2 separate regions of the Oryctolagus cuniculus genome follow, and region 2 is linked to region 1. Evidence: chromatin contacts called from public Hi-C data. All regions are on one chromosome and are shown on one strand. Each heading gives the region's core, a stretch centred on a gene start, on an enhancer-like site or on the middle of the called end of the contact. The rest is flanking DNA. Distances are from core to core; before and after follow the strand shown.

Region 1 (4,582 bases), core at 1,576-4,075:
TGTTTCCCCAACTTGTAAAACAGCTCTTTACACAAGAAACTAGAAAGTGGTGCCTTGTCGCTCCCCATCTTCGTGGAGGAACGACACAGGACCCTGCGTTGTTCTTTTGTCTGCTCGGCCCTCCCCGGGTTTTCTGCTGGTTCTTCCCGGGTTGGCTACCGTCCCTTCCACCTCCGTGGAAGGGCAGTTCCCCCTGCCACATTCCCCACTTCCGCGGGGGAGCAGCACACCGCCGGCCGGCTCTCTCGGGGGCTGCACAGGTGTTCCCTCAGATGTTCCCCTTAGATGTTCCTGGTGCATGCCGTCTCTCTCCTCCTTTATAGTCCTCCTCCGCCAATCCTAACTCGGCTGCCCACACGCCAAGTATGCTGCTCTCCTCCAATCAGGAGCAGGTCCTGCTGCCTATTGGTTGAACTGGAGGCAGCTGTGCAGAAGCCGTCTCTCCCTTCTCAGTGCCATATTGTGGGAGAGCAGATGCATAGAATAAGTCTTAATTCCAGTAACTCAGTCCAGTCCGGGTTGCTCCCCACAGTGCCTCAGCTTGCCAGCTTCACCATGTTCAACACTGTCCTACTGCCTTGTGAAGCAATTGAAAAGGAGAAAGAATGCAAAGATGGATCCTGGGGTTCTGAAAAGGGGAGCTCTAAGGTGCAACCTCATAAGGGAATGTTATGAGTGAGGGATGCACTTGGAGTCGGAGGCGCATAAAACTGGCACTGTACTGAAGGGGGGGGGTACTTTTAATGCTGGGACTCCACATGGAGCACCATCAGCATGACAAGCTGGGCCTCCAAAGGCAGCATGATTATGACCAGTCACCCATCTTCCAAGGAGAACAAGATGAGCCAACAAATCCACTGTGCATTTTCTTCACCCAGAAGTTACCTTGAACTCAGAAGCCAGGAAATTTGGCAAAAGACTAGCAGGAGACACCACACACCATCAGAATTCCCTCTCCCTGGCTAGTCTTGGAATTAAAAGCAAGGTAAGAAATGGGCAAATCAAAGAGGGCATGTACCCTAACGCATAGCTACTCTGCTCCTCACTCACTCACATCTCATTCCACCCACCTCTGCATGTCTGGTTTACTTCTAAGACCCTCTCTCCCCAGCTCATTCTCAAACACCAATGGGAAGTTGGCCTTAAGGATGCTATTTATGTCATTGCCCAAGGAGCTGTTCACCCTCACACCTGGGATCTTGTCCAAAAGAAAAAGAAAATCTTTCACATGAAGAATAACGGCTTAGGAAGAAATTTATTCTTCCTTGACTACGTGAATCACAGATAAACCAATACCCTCAAACAGTAAGTGTCACAATTCTTTCCTTCATTTTGAGAGAAATTCCACTGAAATCTCTTCTTTTTTTCAAATCTATGTTTATTTCCCAGTTCTCTCTTGACTCCTCTCCATACTTTTGAATTCTCTCACTCACCTCCCTTAAAAAGAACCATTCTAACATGGCAGCCTTCAACTCCCAGATAACCAGGGACAAACCAGAAGGCTGGGACTGGTGCATTCTCTGAAGATGAGACCAGAAGAGCTGGCCCCTTGTGGGGATAGGAGCTGTTTCAACCTTAGCCGGGAGCTGGCAAAGCCCCCTGTTTGAAACTGGGGCAAAGAATGATTCTAGCTTCCTCTTCAACAACAACCAGCTTCATCTCGCATCTCCTTCCGGCCCACGCTTCTCCTGTCTCGGTGACTCTGGAGGCAGCAATTGCACAGTAGTAAGGATCCTCTTGGGCCGGTCAGTCTCAGCGAGAGCAGGATGCCAGGTGCTCTGTGCCAGAAACATTTCCTTGCCACTCCATCTGCCCTGCACTCTTCCTCCCTCCAGGACTCTCCTGTCTTCTTGGCCATCGGCATCACTCAAGCCAGGCTGAAACCAAAGAGACAACTTTCCTTATGCCCCACACCCAAGGTTATTTCTTTTTCTGGCTCACTGGTGGTGGATCCAGCCCAAGGTCAGTTAGAAAGTGTGATGAGTGGGCATTCTCAGTAATCCTTCTGTTGAACAAGACTTCCAGGGATTGTCTGAGTAGTTTTTGCCTCAATTCTCTATTTCTTAATTATTGTTCACATGGTGTCATAGATTTCTCTGACTCCCTGAATACTTCAAATGTTCACATTTCTCCCAACACTCATGATCCTGGGGTCTTATGAATTCCAAGACCTGTCAATCTCCTTGATACCCATAAGACATGCCCAGGGTCCCCTCCCCTTCCGGTTCCTCTTGTTTCTCTTTCTAGGACCTTGAAAGAACAATAGGTAGGAGAAGCCAACATCGCTCCTACACAAGTTTCTGAGGAAAACATGGAGCTCGTGTGGCATGTAAAAACCTGTCCCTCTACGTCCAATGATTCCAGGAACCAGATAGAAATACAATGATAAAGTTTGGCTCTCCTGAGAGAAGCCAGCAGAAAGCCCACACCCAGTAAACCAGCCTGTTAACAACTGCCCTGCCAAAACCCAGGGAGTCAACATTCTTCCTGCTTCCATTTCCGTTTCCTTTTCTCATTATTAGTCAGACTTGCCCAAATGTAACATTTTTATGTTATAAGAGATAATGGATATTTTTAACTCCCATTCCCCTCCCTATGACTCAAAATAAGGACATTGTAAGAAATGGTTCCAGATCCCAGAACACTTCCCTTCTCCCTAAGGCCAAACCGCCCAGCTCTGTGACTGCTCCATACCAGGCAGAAAGCCAGACTTGATGGAAGCGAAAAGACAGCAGCTTCTGTGAGGTTTGTGTCACCCACGTTACTGGGCAGAGTGGAGCAATCAGATTTTCAAAGGGCCCCCAGCTTTTCCCTTAGAAGGTCTATGAAGTGCCCCAGGCACCACTTTCATCCTGGCCAGATAGAGCAAAGGAACCGTTGGGAAGCAGAGAAACAGGAAAGGGTCATGAAGAAAGGGCTCCCTTGTGTTTGAGAAAGTTCACTGTAGTCGCTCTCTGCCCGCAGGCCCTGCCCTCCTTCTCTAACTGGGGGAGGAAGTCACCAACCTCCTCCAATGTGCAGAGGAGCCAGTCTCGGACAACACAGATCAAACCAGGCTACTCGTGGGCTCCAACAGAAAAGCACGCATCATCCTGTGTCTTAGGCTAGGCCAATGAGCAGGGGCAAATTGGCAGTATTAGTGGTAAAGTCTGGGAGTTATCAAGACCAGGAAAGAGATGTGGTCAGTGACAATGCCATCATGTGACCAATCAGCCAGGTTAAAGGCAAACTTTAGACCTGTTCTTGGGATGACATAGTTGAAGAAATAGCTCAGAATTATTCAAGAATGGCTCAAGAAAGACCCCAGCCCAACCCACGGATGGTGTAACACACATCTGCAAAGGTGAGAGAAGGAAATGTGACAGGATGACTTGCAGAAGGCATTTTCATAACAAAAATAGGACAACTCCTACGTGATATAATAAAATACTGGAAAAAATGTTGGCCCCCATAGCTCCTTATGAAATAGAAGAATCATTCAATTCAATTCATTCAATAAAAACCTAGAATATTTTTTAAAACTAAAACAAAAGAATAAAGATTTACACTAAAGATGAGAGTTTCCTCTGCCTATCAGTGGCTTGAAGACTGTATTAAACTGTGACTGAGAGTATTGTACCCATGATGACTGCAGTACATTCAGTAGACTGAGTCAATTTGTTTGCACATATGGACTCCAAAACGGTTTCAGCCTTATTCAGGTTTATCAACTATCCCAGGCTTACAAAATGGATCCTAAACAAGAAATTTACTCTTTTGGCATCAGCCTGGAAAAAAAAATGGCATTGGAATGGAACTCACACTTCCCCCAACTTATGTTTAAAAACATACTTCCTACCCAGAGGAATAAGAACGAAGTACACACACAAAAAATGCAATCAACCAAAGTGTCCATCCATAAACAAATAGATGAAAACAACACAGTACATATACACAAAGGAATACTATTAACGCATTAAAAAGATGAAATATTGTCATTTGCAACAATAAGGATGAACCTAGGAAACATTACATTAAGTGAGATCAGCCAGGCACAGAAAGATAAATACCACATATTCTCTCTCATAAGTAGAATCTAAAAAAGCTGATCCTGTAGAAGTTGAGAGTCAAATAGTGGCTACTAGAGGCTGAGGCTGGGGAGCGGTTGCTCCAGGGTACAGCTGTACAGAGAAATAAGTTCTGGTGTTCTGCACAGTAGGGTGATGAAGGTCAGTAGTAATGCGCAGTATGTTTCAAAACAGCTAGAAGAGTGGATTTTACATGTTTCACCACAAGGAAATGATAAATGACAGAGGTGGTAGATGTGCTAAGTTCCTTGATTTGATCATTACATAAGGCATACATGTATCAAAACGTTGCATCATGCTCCTTAAATGTGTACAATTACGATGTGCCAATTAAAAATAAAGTAAAAAACAAATTCAGGCATACAATTTCCCTCCCTATCTTTTATTTCTCCTCCCTTTGCTCCCTCTATTTCTAGGTTGTTCTTCCTACAGCTTAGGTTAATAAGATGATTATTTTCATGAAAGCAAACCTGCTCAAAGCCTCAAAAAATCTTGCAAGAAACTCTGATTGTGAT
Region 2 (4,435 bases), core at 1,219-3,718, 1.3 Mb before region 1:
AAAAAAAAAAAAAAGACATTCAAAATATCAAGAGCTCTGCAACTGAGCTGAAAAATAATTTTCCAAAAGAAATATTCCCATAGGTTTAAAAAAAAACACACAACATAATATTTACAAAAAATATTTAATTAAAAATATCTTATAATTACAGTAGTCTATTAAAGCATATACTTTCTCACACTCATAGAACATCTCTATATATACATGGTATGAAATGTCACTCAGTTATCTATACAATATGTAACATTCTTGCAGAGAAAAGAAAGTTCCCTGCCCGTTATAATCATCTATTTTAAACAATAGATGTAAAAAAAATTATCTACAATGCTCTGGTATATTAGTAAAGCTTCAAAACAAAAACTGAGCTCCTTGGTCACAAAGTAGGCTTCTAAAGTCGGATTTACTCGTATCTTCTATTTTATCAGTCCTGTCGCACTTAAAAGTTTAACTGCACCTCCAAAACACACAGAAATGTACAATTCACAGCGGTTATAAATGAAGAGACGAAAGAGAATACCTATGCAGAATGTTTATGAACGTGCAAAAAAAAATAAAATAAAAAGGATGAGAGTTTTAATTGTTCCTCCCTCGCCCTCTCTCTTGGAATGACGAATGAAAGCGTTTTCTAGACTGGCTGAGGTGTTCTTCCCTCGGCGGCTTTTCCACCAACTTCTGCTCTTCCCCCTCCCTGGGCAGGCGCCTGGCTCGGGCGCAGGCGGCCGCACACCTGTGGAAGAGGAATGAATAGAGGGGGTGTGTGAACCTTCCCGCTGCAGACTGCCTGGCGCCGCCGACCAAACTCAAGACATGCTTGATCAACAACCCCAAACAAACCAGCGGGTCGGACAACACCCGCAGCTGCGGCCGCCCGCGCCCCGCCGCCAGCCCCCTGTGGCCGTCAGCCTGCGCGCGCGGGACCTCGGGGCGCTGTCCACGCCCACGAGGGTGGCCCGGCTGCGGGCGCAGGGCTGACGTGAGGAGCCCGCCGGCCGCGTCTGCACGGACAGGGACAGCTCCCCAGCTACACGCACACCCCGAGGAGAAGTGCGGGTGCACTCGCTAGCTGGGTGGCGGGAACAGAGGGGGCCCGCTTCCCCTCAGACCAAGGAGCCCCCAGGGCCGGGCGTCTCCGGCCACCGGCCACTCGGGACGGACAAGGCGCGCTCACCTGCACAGAGCGGCTCAGCGGCACAGAATGCTGTCGCCCTGCTTGTTCACCGCGCCGGCCTGCAACGGCAACACGCAACACCAAGGCAAAGGTTAGCCGGCGCCAGCCGCGAGCCCGCACGGTCCGGGCTGCGTCCCCCGCGGCCAGCCTGGCGCGCGCAGCCAAGTCTGCAGCCCCGGGGAGCCCTCCCCGAGCCGGCTGTGCACTTGACAGCCCGCGATGCGCTCCGCGCGGGTCCCGAGCTCGCCGAGCCCCGCCTGTGGCTGGTGGCCCGAGAGCCCGAAGGGAGGGGGCTGTCATTCTCGCGGACCCCCCACCCCACCCCACCGCGAGGAGCGGGGAGCCCCCCGCGTCCCGCCGCCGCCCTCCCGGCCCCCTCACCGGGTCCGTGTTGAGCGCCGTGAGCGGGGTCCGCGGCGGCGCGGCCGGACAGGTTCCGGCCGGGTGGAGCGGTGGCGCGGGCGGCGGCGGCGGCGGCGGCGGCGGCTGCCTCAGCAGAGCCGGGTGCGTCTCCAGCGCCAGCTGCAGGTCCAGGATGTAGTCGATAACGTGCTGCAGGATCTCCACTTTGCTGACTTTCTTGTTGGGCGGGATGGTGGGCACGAGCCTCCGCAGCCGGCTGTAGCAGTCGTTCATATCGCACTGCAGGCACAGCGCCGGCTCGTCGGCCGCCGCCTCAGCCGCCTTGCAGCGCGCCGCGGCCGCCGCCGCCGCCGCGGCCGCCGAGCCGCCCAGGCTGTGGCCGTGCTCGGCCAGGCAGCGCAGCGCCAGCTCCCCGCCGCCGCAGCCCGACGGCGCCTTGCGGCCCGAGGGGCGCACGGGGCTCACCGCCTTCATCGCGCGCGCCCTGCGCCCCGCGCCTTCCGCAGGCGGACCCGCTGAGGTGAGGAGAGGCGCGCAGGCAGGTTCCGGGCCCGCCTTGCCTCGGCTCCCGGTGCGCTCGGGCACCCGCAGCGCGCCCGGCGCTCCAACAATTGACGGGGAGGGTCGCTCCGGGGGATCTCTGCTCAGTGGGCAACCCTCGGCCCAAAGCGAAAGGCAAGAAAAATCAAAAGCAGCGGAAGAAAGTGCCCTGGTCACTCCCCTCCGAGCTCCCGCTAAGCCAGTGCTGGGGGTCTGGGGTGGGGGGGGTCTCCGCCGCCCCACTCCCGGAGCCGACTCCCGGAGCCGACCGCCGGCCGCGCCTCCTGCACTACGCTCCGGCCCAGCCCGCCGCGCAGCTGTCTTTATAGCGCCGCGCGCCCGGGGGCGGGCCCAGCGCGCCGGCCTGGGCGCAGCGCGAGCCGAGCCGAGCCGAGCCGGGCTGGCGCGCGGGCGGGGACGCGGGCGGTGCTGGGAGGCGGGGAGCGGGGCACCCCGGGGTGGGCGGGGGGCCGGGAGTGGCCCGCCAATCAGGCGGGCAGTGCCACCTCGGGGAGTGACGCTCCGGCCAATGGGAAGGGCCCTCCATGCCGTCAACGCTGTGGGGTCGGGGCGCGGAGGGAAGCGCTTGGATGGGCGTCGGGCCGGGCTGGGGTGTGCTCTGCGAGGGCGGGGGGAGAGAGCGAAGTTCCTGCGAAGAACTGCGGGAATGTGTGGCTGGAATTCGCTCCGCGCCGGCCTCGGCCGCCGGGGGAGCGCGGGGACACCCGGACACCCCCAGTAGCGCTGCTCGCGGGGACCCTGCGCCGGCCGCCGCTGGGTCCCCGGCCTGTCAGTACCTTGAGAAAGACCCGCGTTCGTTCTCTTCGGTATTTCACCCCCTATTGCATGGTTCGCCTTTTCACAATTGCAGAAACCACAAGGATGGGATGGAAATGTGTAGCCTTCTTGTATTCTTAAAAAAAAAATGCTAAAGCTTAGCGAAGGAAAAAGGAAAGGCGTGCCGAATCGAATGCAAGTTTTTCGTAAAGGGATCTTTAAATACGACCCAAACGTGGTGAGATTCTTTTTTCTTTTCCTCATCAAGATGCAAAAGTGAGCTAAAGAAAAGCGGTTGCCTTGCACAGGAAAGTAGAGCACGTAGAGATTAAAAATGCATGGACACGGAGTATTTAAAATTCCACTATGACATATACTATTAATCCGTTTTATGTAAAATTCATACCTGGGCCTTCATTTAGGCCATTAACGCACCGCGTCACGTATTAGCGCACCCCGCTTTAAATAAGGTGATAAGAACCCTCTGTCTTCTCCTGGGCAACAAAGCATTAAATTTCACACTTCCTGTGTCTGAGATCCTGCGTGGGCCCCACCCTGCAGAAAGGCGTTTTTAATTAAAGGTGATTTTTGTATTGGATTTCTGATAGAAAAGCTGTCCTTCGAGGATTCAAAATAAAACTGACAGTGAACTCTGGTGGGGGTATTGTGTGGACACTTCAGGGAGAAACTGAGCCCTTCAGGTGAGACATGAGCTTAGAAACTCCTAGGCAATGGGGAACTGAATTTTGAGTGCTTCCAACCTGCAATTATTCCCACCCCAGACGTCGCTTGTAGGTGAATTAACACAAGAATTTTCTTCCTTGACGTGGACTGGTGCCTCAGCCTCAGATAACTGAGAGGAAGAGACACGGCCCTCATTTCTTCCTACTGCCTTCTAGTGTGGACTTCATTTTCTCCCTGTCTCCACCCTTCCCAGAACTGAAATACCCGAACCAGGCAGGTATCTTGTGAGGCCAAGTGGGCACTTCATGACTGTTCCACTGAGCACTTTCCTTTTTCCTGATGAAATGGGGAGCTGGTTTCTCAGGCAGATGCAACAGTCCTCCTTTCCCCAGTCCTTAGACATGACTGCCTCTAACAATTATTTGGAAAGAAGCAACATTCTCATCTACTTAACGTGCATCCATAGAGGGTCTCCATACACATGATCAAGAAAATCAGAATTATAAAACCCAAGGGAAAGCCTTGCTTTTAAAGGCAGGCATAACTGCATATGTTTTTAATAGAAACACACAGAATATCATGATGGTTAGACGGAAGTTGGAAGAGGAAGTGCTAGTGAGTGTAAACTATTATTTTGGAACCAGTCAGGTAAGAACAGGTGATAAATGTACAGATGTGTTGTTCTGTCAGATTTTCTCTTCACTAGAGTTTAAACATTCCTAACAAATTTTAAAAATAAAAAAAATTTTTTTAAATCCAAGATTTTTATCTTCCTGGTAAAATCTTACTAATCTAATATGCCCAGGGCATACTGGCATTTCAAAACTCTCTGTATCTTAACTTGATTAACATTAAATTTAAGTTTTATGTATGTGCCACAAAGAAACCATCATAGCTGTCTTT

Evidence for each region. A called contact is a pair of places that touch in the nucleus more often than the background predicts.
Region 2: a contact with region 1 is called in a Hi-C map of skin fibroblasts, with 5 times the contacts expected there. The contact joins the promoter of ID4 here to the enhancer-like site in region 1. A contact is called at or near these places in 2 of 6 Hi-C or Micro-C datasets (skin fibroblasts and an unstated tissue).

Annotation. Positions count from the first base shown.
Region 1 is chr5:145,816,399-145,820,980 of mOryCun1.1, reverse strand. All of the region lies in intron 5 of LOC108178872 (a long non-coding RNA gene), which reads right to left. Among named protein-coding and RNA genes, the nearest start is that of RNF144B, 360 kb to the right of the region's middle. Within about 2 kb of position 2,825, at least 1 of the 8 cell types and tissues checked has an H3K27ac peak or open chromatin away from gene starts, as enhancers often do.
Region 2 is chr5:147,102,506-147,106,940 of mOryCun1.1, reverse strand. It overlaps ID4 (inhibitor of DNA binding 4), which reads right to left and starts at 2,468. Exons shown (of 3, transcript XM_051832583.2): 1 at 1,550-2,468; 2 at 1,169-1,227; 3 at 1-727. The coding sequence starts at 2,005. The coding sequence ends at 1,183.